4 separate regions of the Sus scrofa genome follow, and all the other regions are linked to region 4. The links are chromatin contacts, called in public HiChIP or PLAC-seq maps. All regions are on one chromosome and are shown on one strand. The core of a region is the stretch at or near the end of the contact, and the rest is flanking DNA. Distances in the headings are between cores, read along the strand shown.

Region 1 (3,122 bases), core at 509-3,008, 140 kb after region 4:
CTTTGAAATACATGACTTGTTACTTTAACCAAATAAAGATGATTAAATATCATTTCATAATAGTCTATGATCCTATTTGATCAAATGTCCAAAACCTTTGGATATTTTCTACAAACTTTCCCAAAATCAAGTTCTAAATGAAGCCTTTGTGACCTTGCACCAACCTGGGATTTTCCACAGGGCCCCTGGAAAATCTCAAAGAATTTGTCTCTCACTGTGAAAAACTTTAAACTAATCAAGCTTATTTGTTAAATTACATCAGACACTTGTCGAGTAAGGAGTACTAAACCTTTTTACCTTATATTTGCTATAGGTATATGTTAATAAAAATGTTCTGAAAAACATTTTAAAAAGTGTATGAAATTCCTGAAATGCTAAGATGTCCTGATTATAATGTCATCAGTCATAATTTTAAGATGCGTGGCATAGGAGTCAACAGAACCCCTTGTCAATTCCATTATAATGAACTCTCACTGGATTTTTAATAACAGGCATTTTCAAATCTTTTTGTCACTTATAGGCAGTTATTGCTTTACACTGATGCTTCAATGACGCTTCATTTTTAAAGAGATTCATGTAAAAAGCTCTGACAGGTACTCTGGAGTACAGGTTTTTGATAATTTTAAGATTTCTAAAACTAATGGAACTGGGTAAGGATTTCTAAAACTAATGGAAAACCAATTTCTTTAATGTTTTCTTTTCCAGGGGTAAAGGAACCCTCTTCCCCCTCTCCTTTAATCTATCTAAAACTCACAGCAATTTGGTAAGGTGTACATTTGCAACAGAGATTGAAGCACTTATCTTTTTCCCCCCACTTGGTTCTCCCAGAGCTCTGAAACCCTTATTAAACACGCTGTTTTCCCAGACAATGTCTATATTTGCAAAGGTTCGATGGGAGTCCGCTCCTGGAAGAGGATGCCCTTGGCTCCTGCTCCTTTCAACCCACAACTGATACAAAAGGGAGACACAACCCTGCATTGCAAAGGCTTACCTGTATCTACTAAAAATTACCAGGCTCTAGTAGAGCCCCTGTCGCAGCATGTTTCCAGGAGACAAAGACCGCAAACATTACACTCTACAACCTGGAGCTGTTGTGTCCTAACTGGAAGAGGCATTTCAAAAGAACTCTCCTCAGCCTCACTGGAAGGGCCCCTCTTAGGTACTGTTAACTAATCCTTGTGCCACCAAACTCCAAAGAGCCGACTCCTGAATCCTCACGCCGGGCTTAAAGAAGCCACCGAACCCCAACTGGCCTCTGTGGGGACCCAGAGACAAAGCTCACCAGCTCTGAGGCAGACAGCATCTGAGGCTGACAGCTTTCCCAAGACGTGTGGACCAAGCCTGGGTACCTTTCTTTCAATACTGTTCTCACCCGGTCCCCCCCGCCCCCGCCTTCCATGGAAGGACAATGCCTTTGTCTTTATTTCCCAATCCCTTGTGAAAGGGGAAAGCTCTCCAATAGCAGGACTTACCAGCAGAAATATCAGTCTGTCCAAGACAGCAATGACCCTTCGGTTCACCCCCATATGTAATTTCATTCCAAACACTGCTGACGTCCAAACGGTTTCATGGGCCCATTTGATGGAGGCGGTGTGCGAAGCCTGCGTAAACTTACTCCCTGCTTCAATTTGACCCAAACTGTGGGATGGGAAAACAAGATCTTTCGAATATTTCTATGAAAGGATCAGTGGAGCCAGCAGTGGCAGTCACACCATTTGTAAAAGTGCTGACATATGTTTACATGATGACGTAAACCTTCAGTGTGTAACATCCTAACGTGTGAGCCTTGGTTAAGTAATGCCAATGCCTCAATGCCAATGAATGACTCCACGGACTGCTATGTATGCGAGGGCCTCACTGCACCCCTCATACCTTCCTAGATGAAAGTTTGGGGACTGCCTTTATGCTCGATAGCTAGAGAAGGGAAGGACGGTGCACCCTTGCCGCACTCCCTGCCTCGTTCTCCATAAACGACCAAGCAAGAGCCTCTCAAAGGTCCATCTCATTGAACCTTTACAACCGCCTTCAGCAAGAACTTCCAGGAAGCATACAAGATTCTGGTTTTGACTCTTTAGGGAGAGCTTTCTTCCCATGGATCAGAGTGAGAGCCAATGAACAAATAATCAGGAATCTCTCCTGACATTAGGAGTTAGCGGATTCCATCGCCAATGCAGTTTCAGCTCAGCAATGTTCACCTCTCTCACTGGCCAAGGTCGTTTGGGATGCCCTCAGAGTCCTTGCTTACTTACTCTCTGAACAAATCAGCATCTGTGCAACAGCAAACACATCTTGCTGCATGTGGATAAATGCCTCTGGGGAAGGAGAGACCCAAATGCATAAAATTAAAGAGCAAGCACACGAGTTACAGCAAATTGCACCTGACAATCTACTGTCTTTTATTTATCCACTGGCTGCCTTCAGGTCTGGACTCCTGGTTAAAAACCATCCTGCAAAGTGGATTTCTTATGCTGTTTTTCACTTTGTTCTGCATACCTGTTAAGCTCTGCACCTATTGCTTGTCAAACCTTTATCAAAATGACATTCCTAATAAGATGGTGCTGGCCCAGTGCTTCAAGATGATTTATAAGCACTTATGACCTTGACTAAATATGGACTTTTAGCAAGAAACTCCTGAGAGTTCTCTATAGCACCTTTCTTTGTTACTCAAATGTGACCTCGTGAGGTTTCAAATTTGTGTATTTTCCCTCTGGCAAGGAACATGACAACCAAGGAAGGGCTGAGGGACAAACTGCTACATGGAGACATCCTGATGTGATCACAAAGCTTTCACTGCTGGAACAGCTGAAGCAAAAGGTGGAAATGTGGAATTAACTGAAGACACCTCAGCTACAACTGGAGTCAAGACAGGCCTGTAGGAAGTGCTCTTACACCCTGCCATGAATCCTCAACTTCTCTAAACAGGAAGGGATGTGCCAGATCCCCAATAAAAGGTGCCTCTGAAACTGACACATTGCAAATCAACTATAATTTTAAAAACCCTTTTTTTTTTTTAAAGACAGTTACATTATCTATGTTAAAAAAAAGAAGAAGAAAAAAAGGTGCCTCGATTATACTACCCAGATGGAAGAAGAAAACCGTTCACCCCGTGATGGCCCAGCCAA
Region 2 (3,034 bases), core at 212-2,711, 170 kb after region 4:
TCTGTTCACAACATGCTCGACTGACTATCTTGTGCCCACTATTGAGAACTACTGCTCAGAGAGAGAGAGAAAACAAAGAGTCCTTTCAAAATGCTATGGCTCGTTGACAAGGCACTTGGGTCACCCAAGAGCTCTGATGGAAATGTCCAACGAGGGCGTTCCCGTCATGGGTCAGCGGTAAAGAACCCGACTAACATCCATGAGGACGTGAGTTCGACCCCTGGCCTCACTCACTCGCTCAGTGGGTCAAGAATCTGGCATTGCCGTGAGCTGTGGTTTTGGTGGCAGACGTGGCTTGGATCCCGAGTTGCGGTGGACGTGGTGTGGGCCAGCAGCCACAGCTCCAATTCAACCCCTAGCCTGGGAACATCCATATGCCACAGGTGCAGCCCTAAAAAGACAAATAATAATAATAATAATAAAGGAAATGTACAATGAGATTAATGTTGTTTTCATGCCTGCTAACACAACACCCATTCCACGGCCCATGAGCAGAGAGTAATTTCGATTTTCAAGTTTTATTACTTATTTATTTTATTTTTGCTTTTTTTCTTATTATTTAAGAAATAGGAGTTCCCGTCGTGGCGCAGTGGTTAACGAATCCGACTAGGAACCATGAGGTTGCGGGTTCGGTCCCTGCCCTTGCTCAGTGGGTTAACGATCCGGCGTTGCCGTGAGCTGTGGTGTAGGTTGCAGACGCGGCTCGGATCCTGCGTTGCTGTGCCTCTGCTGTAGGCCGGTGGCTACAGCTCCGATTCGACCCCTAGCCTGGGAACCTCCATATGTCGCGGGAGCGGCCCAAGAAATAGCAACAACAACAACAACAACAACAACAAAAGACAAAAAGACAAAAGACAAAAAAAAAAAAAAAAGAAAGAAAAGAAATACATTTCGTAAGACTATATAGCTGCCACAGACAGTGATTCCTCTGATGGGTTTGGGCAAAATAAATTGAGAAGCTGCTGGAAAGGACTCACTATTCTAGATGCCATTAAGAGCATTTACGGGCAGAGGTCAAAATATCCATATACACAGGAGTCTGGGAGGAGCTGACTTCAGCTGTCGTGGATGACTTTAAGGGGTCCCAGGCTTCAGCGGAGGAAGTAACTGCAGGTGGGGAGTAGGAAGAACGAAAGAACTAGAATGAGAAGCGGAGTCTCAGGATGTGACTGGATCGCCCCAACCTCTTGATGAAGCTGGTGAGTGAAGAGTTGACTCTTACGGATGAGCAAAGACAGTGGTTTCCTGGGAGGGAATCGACTCCTGATGGAGCAGAAATGACAACAAAGGACTCAGAGTATTAAACTCGGTTGATGAAGCAGCAGCAGGTTCGAGAGGACCGACTCCAACTTTGAAAGGAGTTCTACTGTGGGTAAAAGGCCATCGAACAGCATGTTACAGAGAAACTGCAAACTTCATCGCTGTCTTGTTTTAAGACATTGCCACAGCCGCCCCACCCCTCAGCAGCCACTACCCAGATGAGTCAGCAACCACCGACACGGAGGCAAGACCCTCTCCCAGCGAGCAGAGAACCACCTGATGAAAGCTCAGAGGCTGGTTAGCACTTTTCAGCAACAGAGCATTTTTTAATCAAGGTATATACATTGTTTTTTAGACATAATGCGAGTGTACACCCTACATAGACTAGAGTATAAATATAACTTTTATACATACCAGGAAACCAAAAAATGTATGTGACTTGCTATCGCAGTGGTCAGGCGTGTCCGGCTAAGAGCACAGACTTTGAAGACAGGAAGTCTTTAGTTCAACCTGTCTCCACTGGTGACCAACTCCCTAGAAACTTTGTGTTCCCATCTGTAAAATGGGACAACAATAGCCCAGACTCCACCCTTCCATCTCTGTGATCTCAAGGCATTGTCTTACTGAGCCTTAATAATCTAACCTGTCCATTGTGCAAGTCCCACCAAATATCCCCGGGAGGGGATTCAATCAGATGATGCACACAAAGCCCTTTAGAAAGTGCAGCTCCAAGTACACAGCAGAGTGTTCCGAAGATGCTACCTATCACCACCTCACAGCGTTGCCAGATGACACGAATCCTGAGAGCAGGACAGCGCCACAGTCATCCCTCCCGCCAAAGACCTGGCACAGTGCCGCAGTGCCAGGCATCGTCTAACTGCCCATACGTGTTTACGTGTGGATGATTTTGAGCTTCCTGCAAATGAGGCCTAAGACTGACCTGTATGTTTGTGCGCCTTTGAGTGTGTGTGTGTGTGTGTGTGTGTGTGTGTGTGTGTGTGTGTCAGTGAAAAAGATCATCTTCTCACGTCAGGGCATAACGGTTTTCCCAGCCATCTCAAGACCTACACGGTGTCATCGGAATGCACACGCCAGATGTTACGGACCCGTCCTCAATGAGCTGTTCAGGTTGTCTCCTTTTTTTTCCCTAATAAAAATGTGGCAATGTCGTGTGCACACACACACACACACACATCTGCGTGCTTGTTCTGTATCGCATAGGGAGTAAAAACTACAAGTACGCATGTTTGAACTTTTGCATACACATCGTTATATTGCCATCCAGAAACCCACTTGCCGGGCGTAAGAATAATGGCTTACTCACACCTGTACAGGGCATAATCCGTCTAAAAATCTGCCAATACGGAAGGTAAAAATAATACAACTGTCATTTTACACTCTGCATTTCTTTAAAAATTAGTGAGAGTAACGATTTTAAAATATAATCACTAGCATTTTCAAATTTGCCTTCTGTACAACTATCTAGTCACGAATTTGTCATTTTTCCATTAAAGCATTCCTTTTTTTCAAACAACTTACATGAGCGCTTTACATATATTAAGAATATCATCTCTATCCTATATACTAAAAATATTTTTCTTGGCTTGTTATCTATCACGTAGCTTTGCTTAAAGTTTCTTTCCCTAGAGTTCCCACGTAGCCTAGCAGCAAAGAATCTGCCGTCGTCACTGCCGTGGCCTGGGTTACTGCTGCGGTGCGGAGCCGGTTCCCTGGCCTGGGAACTTCTGCCTGCCACAGTGCAGGCCCCCCCCGC
Region 3 (3,088 bases), core at 295-2,794, 200 kb after region 4:
ATCTGATCCTTGACCTGGGAACTCCATATGCCGCAGGGTGGCCAAAAAAAAAAACAAAACAAGAAAAAGAAAGAAGGAAAATAATCAACTACTTCAGAGGAACAGTTCCTGTGTTAAGGAGTCAATACAGTAGTGGACTGGAGTTCCCATTGTGGCTCAGTGGAAACGAATCTGACTAGTATCCACGAGGATGCAGGTTCAATCCCTGGCTTCGCTCAGTGGGTTAAGGATCCAGTGTTGCTGTGCGCTGTGGTGTAGGTCACAGATACGGCTTGGATCTGGCATTGCTGTGCCTGTGATATAGGCCAGCAGCTACAGCTCCAATTCAACCCCTAGCCTAGGAACCTCCATATGCTGCAGGTGTGGCCCAAAAAAAAGACCAAAAAATAATAACAATACTACAGTAGTAGACCAAATGCCAGATGCCTCTTCCAACTCATTCTATTTCATTTTAACCTCCTGTGTAGAGACTGACTCTATTCTCAGGTGAATTCCACACTGGTATCCAGTAGGTGTTTGCAGACATAAAAACTATTTTGGAAAAGAGACATTCACTAGGAATCAGCACAGACTACCCAGACTTTTTCGTAGCCAGCTCAGACAGCCGTCAGACAAAGGAACCAGAAGAAGAGCTGTGTGTGGCCACCATGGGACACTGGAAGCTACAGCCAAGGAAACAGTGTGCAAAGCTCGTTGCGGCACAGTGCAAGCCCTTCCACTGCAAAGCCCAGACCACAGCACAGTCAAGGCTGGGTGAGCCGGAAAAGGTGGGAGAGGGGGCGAGGGGGGTTGGTGGGGAGGGGGTGTTTCAGGCAGCCTCACAGAAAACAGTGTGACACATGAGAATGGCTGCACAGGGAAGAAAGGGATCAGACGTTACTCAGCAGGGGCAGAATGAAGACATTATTCTACTCAGGTCCAAGTTCAGCACCAGTAAGAGCTCCAAGGATTCAGTAGACACAATTTCTTCGGGGAAAGTAAAAGACAGGATTAAATTAAAAACGGAAAATCCAAGGACGAGATAAAGATGAATGTCCTAAGAGCGCTGGAAAACCAACTTCGACAGCAAGCCCAAGGCAGTGACTGGCAAAGGGGAGCAGCAATAAACTCTCATAATTAAAAAAGGACATTCGAGAACCCGAAGCCCCGGCACGGTTTGCGTTTTTATTGCAGCACAGCACGCTTCCCCTGAGTGCACAAAAGGATGTGCCATGGCATGCAGCTGTTTTCAAAACCAGCAAAGTTCTCCAACAAGAGCAACAACAGTGGTGGGCGGTTTCTAAGCCCAAGTCCCGGAAATGCTCGGTGCCCCTCTCTGAAGAATTTGAGATGACTGCGGCCACAGGAAAACCCGATAACTAATCAGCAGAGGCTGTTCCCGGGGGCGGGGGTAGGCTAGAGTCACCATACTTACTGGAGTCCTCCCACTGGAGTAAATGTAGCTTCCACGCAGAATAATACAAAAATCCCAACACCAGAAAAAGGCAGAGGGCTAGCAGCAGATTGCGTACAAATACCAAGAGTCCCATCTTCACATGATTTACAGTTTCCTACATGACCTAAAGAAAAAAAAACAAAAAAAAACCAAAAGAACAATTTAGGTCTTCAATAATAAGCAATCCTCGTACGGATACACTCAACCTTAACCTAAGTATTTATGCGAGAATTTCCAAATGAAGAACAGCCTAGAATTACCCCTTAGTTGGGCATCCTCCAACCTGCTCAAGCCCGTCTCAGCTTCACCATCATTCAGCATCCAAGCCGGAAATCAGCCGTGATCCTCAGGTCCCTCCCCCTCATTCCCGACAATCGCTGATCCAACTCTGGCAGTTGCATCCTCCTGGATAAATCTCAAATCACATCCCCTTCCCGCCATCACGCCCCTCGTCCGCGCCAGCACTGTATGCCCACTGCACAAGTTGCCCTGCCTCCAAACCCACGCTCGCTGGATCTACTTGCCACCCAGCACGAGGAGGCACAAACGGGGCATTCCTCCCCTGCCTGAACCCCTTTCTATTAGTATCTCACTGCCGCTCTGACAAAGCACCACAACCCCAGCAGCCTGAAACCACACACGGTTACTGCCTCGCAGTTCTGAAGGCCAAATGTCAAGGTACAGTGTGGCTCAGCAGGGTCCCCTGCACGAGGCAGCACAAGGCCAAACCCAGGCGCCTGGCAAGCTGCCTTCCTTTCTGGAGACTCTGGAGATGAACCTACTTCCAAGCTGCTTCAGGCTGTAGGCTGACTTCAGCTCCTGCAGCTGCAGGGCCCAAGGGCCCGATGCCTTGCTGGTTATCAGCCAGTCTTTGCTCCTGTGCTCCTGCTTTCCATGCAGTCCCCCTGCAGCCACAGCAGGGTCAGCCCCTCTCACGCTGATCTTTCCAACTTTCCTTCTACCTCATCTTGCCTCCGTTGCCAGCCAGAGAAACTGCCTCGCTTTTCAGGCTCATGTGATTAGACTGGGCCCGCTTGAATAGCCTAGGGTCACTTCCCTATTTTAAGGTCTGAAGCCTTAATTTCGTGTGCAAAGTCCCTTTTGCCATGTAAAGCAACATATTCGGAGTCCAGCGATTAGGGTGTGGGCATCTTTGAGGGGCCACTCGGCCTAACACATCTTTCCTTCAAGCTTCCGTTCCTTCAGAAGAAAGGAATGGCTCCTTAGGATCCAGCAGCTTCTCGTCACACCCCATCTGACTCCTAAACCACCTCTTGTTTCTCCCACTCTCATCTGTGTGCTGTGCTCCAGCCCCCCTTCTTTCTATGCACTGGACATTTCTTGCTGCTTCTCGCCTCAAGGTCTGTCTGTGGTATTTTCTCCACTACCTGGCGGCACATGCTCTGATACTCACTTAAATCAGCATCAGCCATGAAGAGCTCTCCTTCTCCCTTTTTTTTTTTTTTGTCTTTTTAAGGCTGTACCCTCAGCAGCATAAGAAGGTTCCTAGGCCAGGGAATCAGAGCTACAGCTGCTGGCCCCTCCAGAGCCACAGCAACGTCAGATTCGAGCCACGTCTGCGACCTACACCACAGCTCACAGCAACACGGGACTCCCAACCTCTGAGCGAGGCCAGGGACAGACCCACAACCT
Region 4 (2,957 bases), core at 275-2,774:
CCTAGAAGTTTGCCCCATGAACCATCCTTCCTGAGCCCAGCCAGCCTTCCTGAGCCCCAGCAGCTTTTGTGAGCGTGCACCATCTAGCACCCCCAGTCACCTCTCTGGAGCCCTCATGAACCCTCACCAGCGGGCCTGCTCTTGGGTCCTAGTGGGCACTCCACCCCCCACCCCCCAGCACACGGAATGTCTGCATACCCGTGGGCCAGACCACCCTGGCATGGTCCTCCAGGGCCAAGGGTGCTTGGCTAACGGAACACGGGCCTGAGGAGCCAGGTTAGTGACTGTTCTCACTGACGGAGGGAAAGCTTGGCGAGGCCGGCGCAAGGGCCCCTGCGCTAGGGGGCGCCCAGGAGCAGGTCTCTGGAGGGCAGCTCAGGCCCTAGGTCTCCCAACCCAAGATCTGGGGCCACCTGGTCCTCCAGTGCAGGCCTGGCCTCCCCATCCACCAGCCCCACACTCACCCCGGCGGTTGTGTCGTGTTCCTCTAGGCACCTTTTCTGGGACCAGAGCTGGGCTTTCCCCCGCGGCTCCAAAGGCTCACGCCCAGAGCTCTGCACCTGGCAGCGCCTCTTTTAGCCAAAAGCGTGGTCTTGGCAGCCCGTCTGAGCCCTGCAGCGGCAGCCGGGGCCTCACATTACAGCGGGCCGCCCGGGCTGGCGGGCTAGCGCAGTCCAACAAGCGACAAGAGGGACTGGGGGGGCTGGGAGGGCCGGAGAGCCGCGCGGCGGGCCCAGGAGAGGGAGGACGCGAGAAGGGAGTGGAGGGGGACGACCCCGCCCGCTCGCCCCGGCCCCAGGGCTGGGACGAGGGGTGGGCACACAGGTCGGCTTACCGCGCGTGGAGGGCTCTGGGTCCGGGACACAGTGAGGGCTGGGACCCGAGGGACCTGCTGCTGGCAGAGCCCGCGGGCCGTGTCTGGGGGCCGGGCCCAACTCCATCCCTCCGCAGCCTCATGCCTGCTGCCGTCCGGTGTCAAATTCCAGCCCTGGCGTCACCGGATCCTGGGGTGGGGCCCTGAGCGCCCCCGCCCCGCCCCACCTTTCAGGGCTCACCTGGCTGCTCCACCCTCCGGAATCCGGTCCCCCCGGCTCCACTAGGTCCCCCGAGGTGTTGGGGGAGGAGACCCTGGGAAGGGCCCCCGGGAAAGAGCAGGGAACCCAGGCAGCGCAGGGGCGCGGACGCTGGGTGTTCAGAGTTTGCCGACACTTGGAGTCGGGAGTTGGGAGGCTGGACTGAGGGCGGGAGAGGGAGGGGACAGGCCGATCCTGCCTCGGGCCACCGGCCTTGGGGTTCTCCCCGTCTCTGCGGTCCCGGCGGGCCACTCTGCACGAGCTGCTCTCTCTGCTCCCGGCTAGTTTCTTCTCTCAGCAGACCCACGGGGCTCCTTGAGTCTGCGAGGCACTGCGCTGGGGCTTCCAAGGTCGGAGCCGGCTCCAGCCGTCCCGCCGCTCCCCTCCCTGCGGCCCAGGGGCTCCGCGTCCAGACGCACCTGCAAACACCGCCGCTCAGCCAGGGCAGCGTGGTAGGTTGGGGCGCTGGGGGCTGAAGAAGGGGAGGGTCCCGGACGAGGAACTTTTTCGCTGAGGTTTGAGGGATGAGCTGCAGGGCAGTAGTTCAGAAGCCTAACTGTGGCCACTCGGCCGGCGGGATGGAGGTTGGGCGAGTAACGAGCACAGAGGGATGGAAAGGCCAGACACTCTATGTCATGGCAGGGCGTCTGAAGTTTATCCCGGTGACAGTGGGGACAGCTGAAGGGTTTCAGGCAGGAGAACGGTGGCATCCGATGTGCCTTTCAGCGACTGGCCCTGGGTGCAGCGGGGAGGATGCTTTGGAGGCAAGTCTGCTAAAGCTGAAATGCGGGAGAGCGTGGGCTTCCTGGGCTCCTTTTGCAAACCCAGCTGGTGCCTGATCGGATGGGGTGAGGAAGCAGGACAGACAAAGGCATACCTTTGGCCTGGGTGACGAGGCAGAGGGGTTGCCTTCTGGCAGCTGGGGCTCCCAGAGGAGGGGCAGGTTGGGGGCAGGAGCTCGTGAGTTCAGTGTTGGACAGGTCGGGCTGGAGGGCCCGTGGATTAGCCTAGTGGGATCTTTCAGAAAGTGGCCGAATGTGTAGCCTGGAGCGAAGTCAAGAGAGCTGGGCGGGAGACGGCAGTTCGGGAATTGTCGGCCAGTTTGCAATCAGAAGCCGTGGGCGGGGACGAACGTGCTCAGGGAACGTGTGTGTGTGGACCAGCCGTACCCTGGCTCTGCAGCAGAACCCCCCTGTGGGCCTCTTAAAACTAACCCAATGCGGGCCCCGCCCCAGACCTGAATCAGAATGGCGGGGAGGGCGTGAGCCGCTTTCCACACCTGGACAGGTGCTTCTCAGCCAGGCTGAGAACAACGGCTTCGAAGGGAGCAGTTTCTGGGCAGTGGTGGGGACTTGCCAGGAAACCTGTGGGACAGGAGGCCGGGCAGTGAGCCGCTCTGCTCTCTGCTGCCTCCCCCAGAGGTGGTTGTGTGTGCTGGGGGGCTTCTTCCCCGGCTCTTTGTCAGCCAGGGCAGCTGCTTGCAGGCCTGCAGCCTGTGCCCGAGACCACTCGGGGGGCGCCATTCACGTAGGACACAGTATGCCCTGGCGTTTGCATCCTCAAGGCCTGTTTCCAGCAGAATCGAAAGGAGTTTCTGGGCCCGGCTGTCCTTCCGTCAGGGCCCTGTCTTCCCCTCAGATGAGGAGGCCTCTGGCTGAGGACAAAGCGCAGCAGTAAAGGGGCCTATGGGAAATCGGGATGGCACCTGGACTGGGTGGCAGATGAGAGGTGACAGGGCCAGCCAGCCCCACCTGTTGCTGCACAGCAGCTCTGGCAGGAGGCTCCCTCCAAGGCCTGTGGCCTCGGGGCAGGCGTGTGTTGGCTTCTTCTCAGGCCTGCCTGGGGATGCTGGGACAGGGAGAAAGCGGATTCCAGGGCTCCAGG

Evidence for each region. HiChIP or PLAC-seq counts read pairs in DNA pulled down with a chosen protein or histone mark.
Region 1: an H3K27ac HiChIP or PLAC-seq map of alveolar macrophages shows a contact between it and region 4. The contact joins the enhancer-like site here to the promoter of ARTN in region 4. A contact is called at or near these places in 24 of 47 Hi-C or Micro-C datasets (adipose tissue, alveolar macrophages, blood and 16 more) and 2 of 2 datasets of contacts at active chromatin or transcription factors (alveolar macrophages and skeletal muscle).
Region 2: an H3K27ac HiChIP or PLAC-seq map of alveolar macrophages shows a contact between it and region 4. The contact joins the enhancer-like site here to the promoter of ARTN in region 4. A contact is called at or near these places in 1 of 5 promoter capture datasets (liver), 9 of 47 Hi-C or Micro-C datasets (alveolar macrophages, blood, fibroblasts and 6 more) and 1 of 2 datasets of contacts at active chromatin or transcription factors (alveolar macrophages).
Region 3: an H3K27ac HiChIP or PLAC-seq map of alveolar macrophages shows a contact between it and region 4. The contact joins the promoter of ST3GAL3 here to the promoter of ARTN in region 4. A contact is called at or near these places in 1 of 47 Hi-C or Micro-C datasets (embryonic fibroblasts) and 1 of 2 datasets of contacts at active chromatin or transcription factors (alveolar macrophages).

Annotation. Positions count from the first base shown.
Region 1 is chr6:167,499,968-167,503,089 of Sscrofa11.1, forward strand. The region is part of intron 1 of ST3GAL3 (ST3 beta-galactoside alpha-2,3-sialyltransferase 3); the gene reads right to left. Among named protein-coding and RNA genes, the nearest start is that of ST3GAL3, 57 kb to the right of the region's middle. Within about 2 kb of position 1,759, at least 1 of the 83 cell types and tissues checked has an H3K27ac peak or open chromatin away from gene starts, as enhancers often do. A contact at or near this core is called in alveolar macrophages, where this site is marked.
Region 2 is chr6:167,534,345-167,537,378 of Sscrofa11.1, forward strand. The region is part of intron 1 of ST3GAL3 (ST3 beta-galactoside alpha-2,3-sialyltransferase 3); the gene reads right to left. Among named protein-coding and RNA genes, the nearest start is that of ST3GAL3, 23 kb to the right of the region's middle. Within about 2 kb of position 1,462, at least 1 of the 83 cell types and tissues checked has an H3K27ac peak or open chromatin away from gene starts, as enhancers often do. A contact at or near this core is called in alveolar macrophages, where this site is marked.
Region 3 is chr6:167,557,194-167,560,281 of Sscrofa11.1, forward strand. It overlaps ST3GAL3 (ST3 beta-galactoside alpha-2,3-sialyltransferase 3), which reads right to left and starts at 1,545. Exons shown (of 11, transcript NM_213759.1): 1 at 1,415-1,545. The coding sequence starts at 1,529.
Region 4 is chr6:167,359,846-167,362,802 of Sscrofa11.1, forward strand. ARTN (artemin) reads right to left here and starts at 1,525. Exons shown (of 5, transcript XM_021096838.1): 1 at 836-1,525; 2 at 465-612.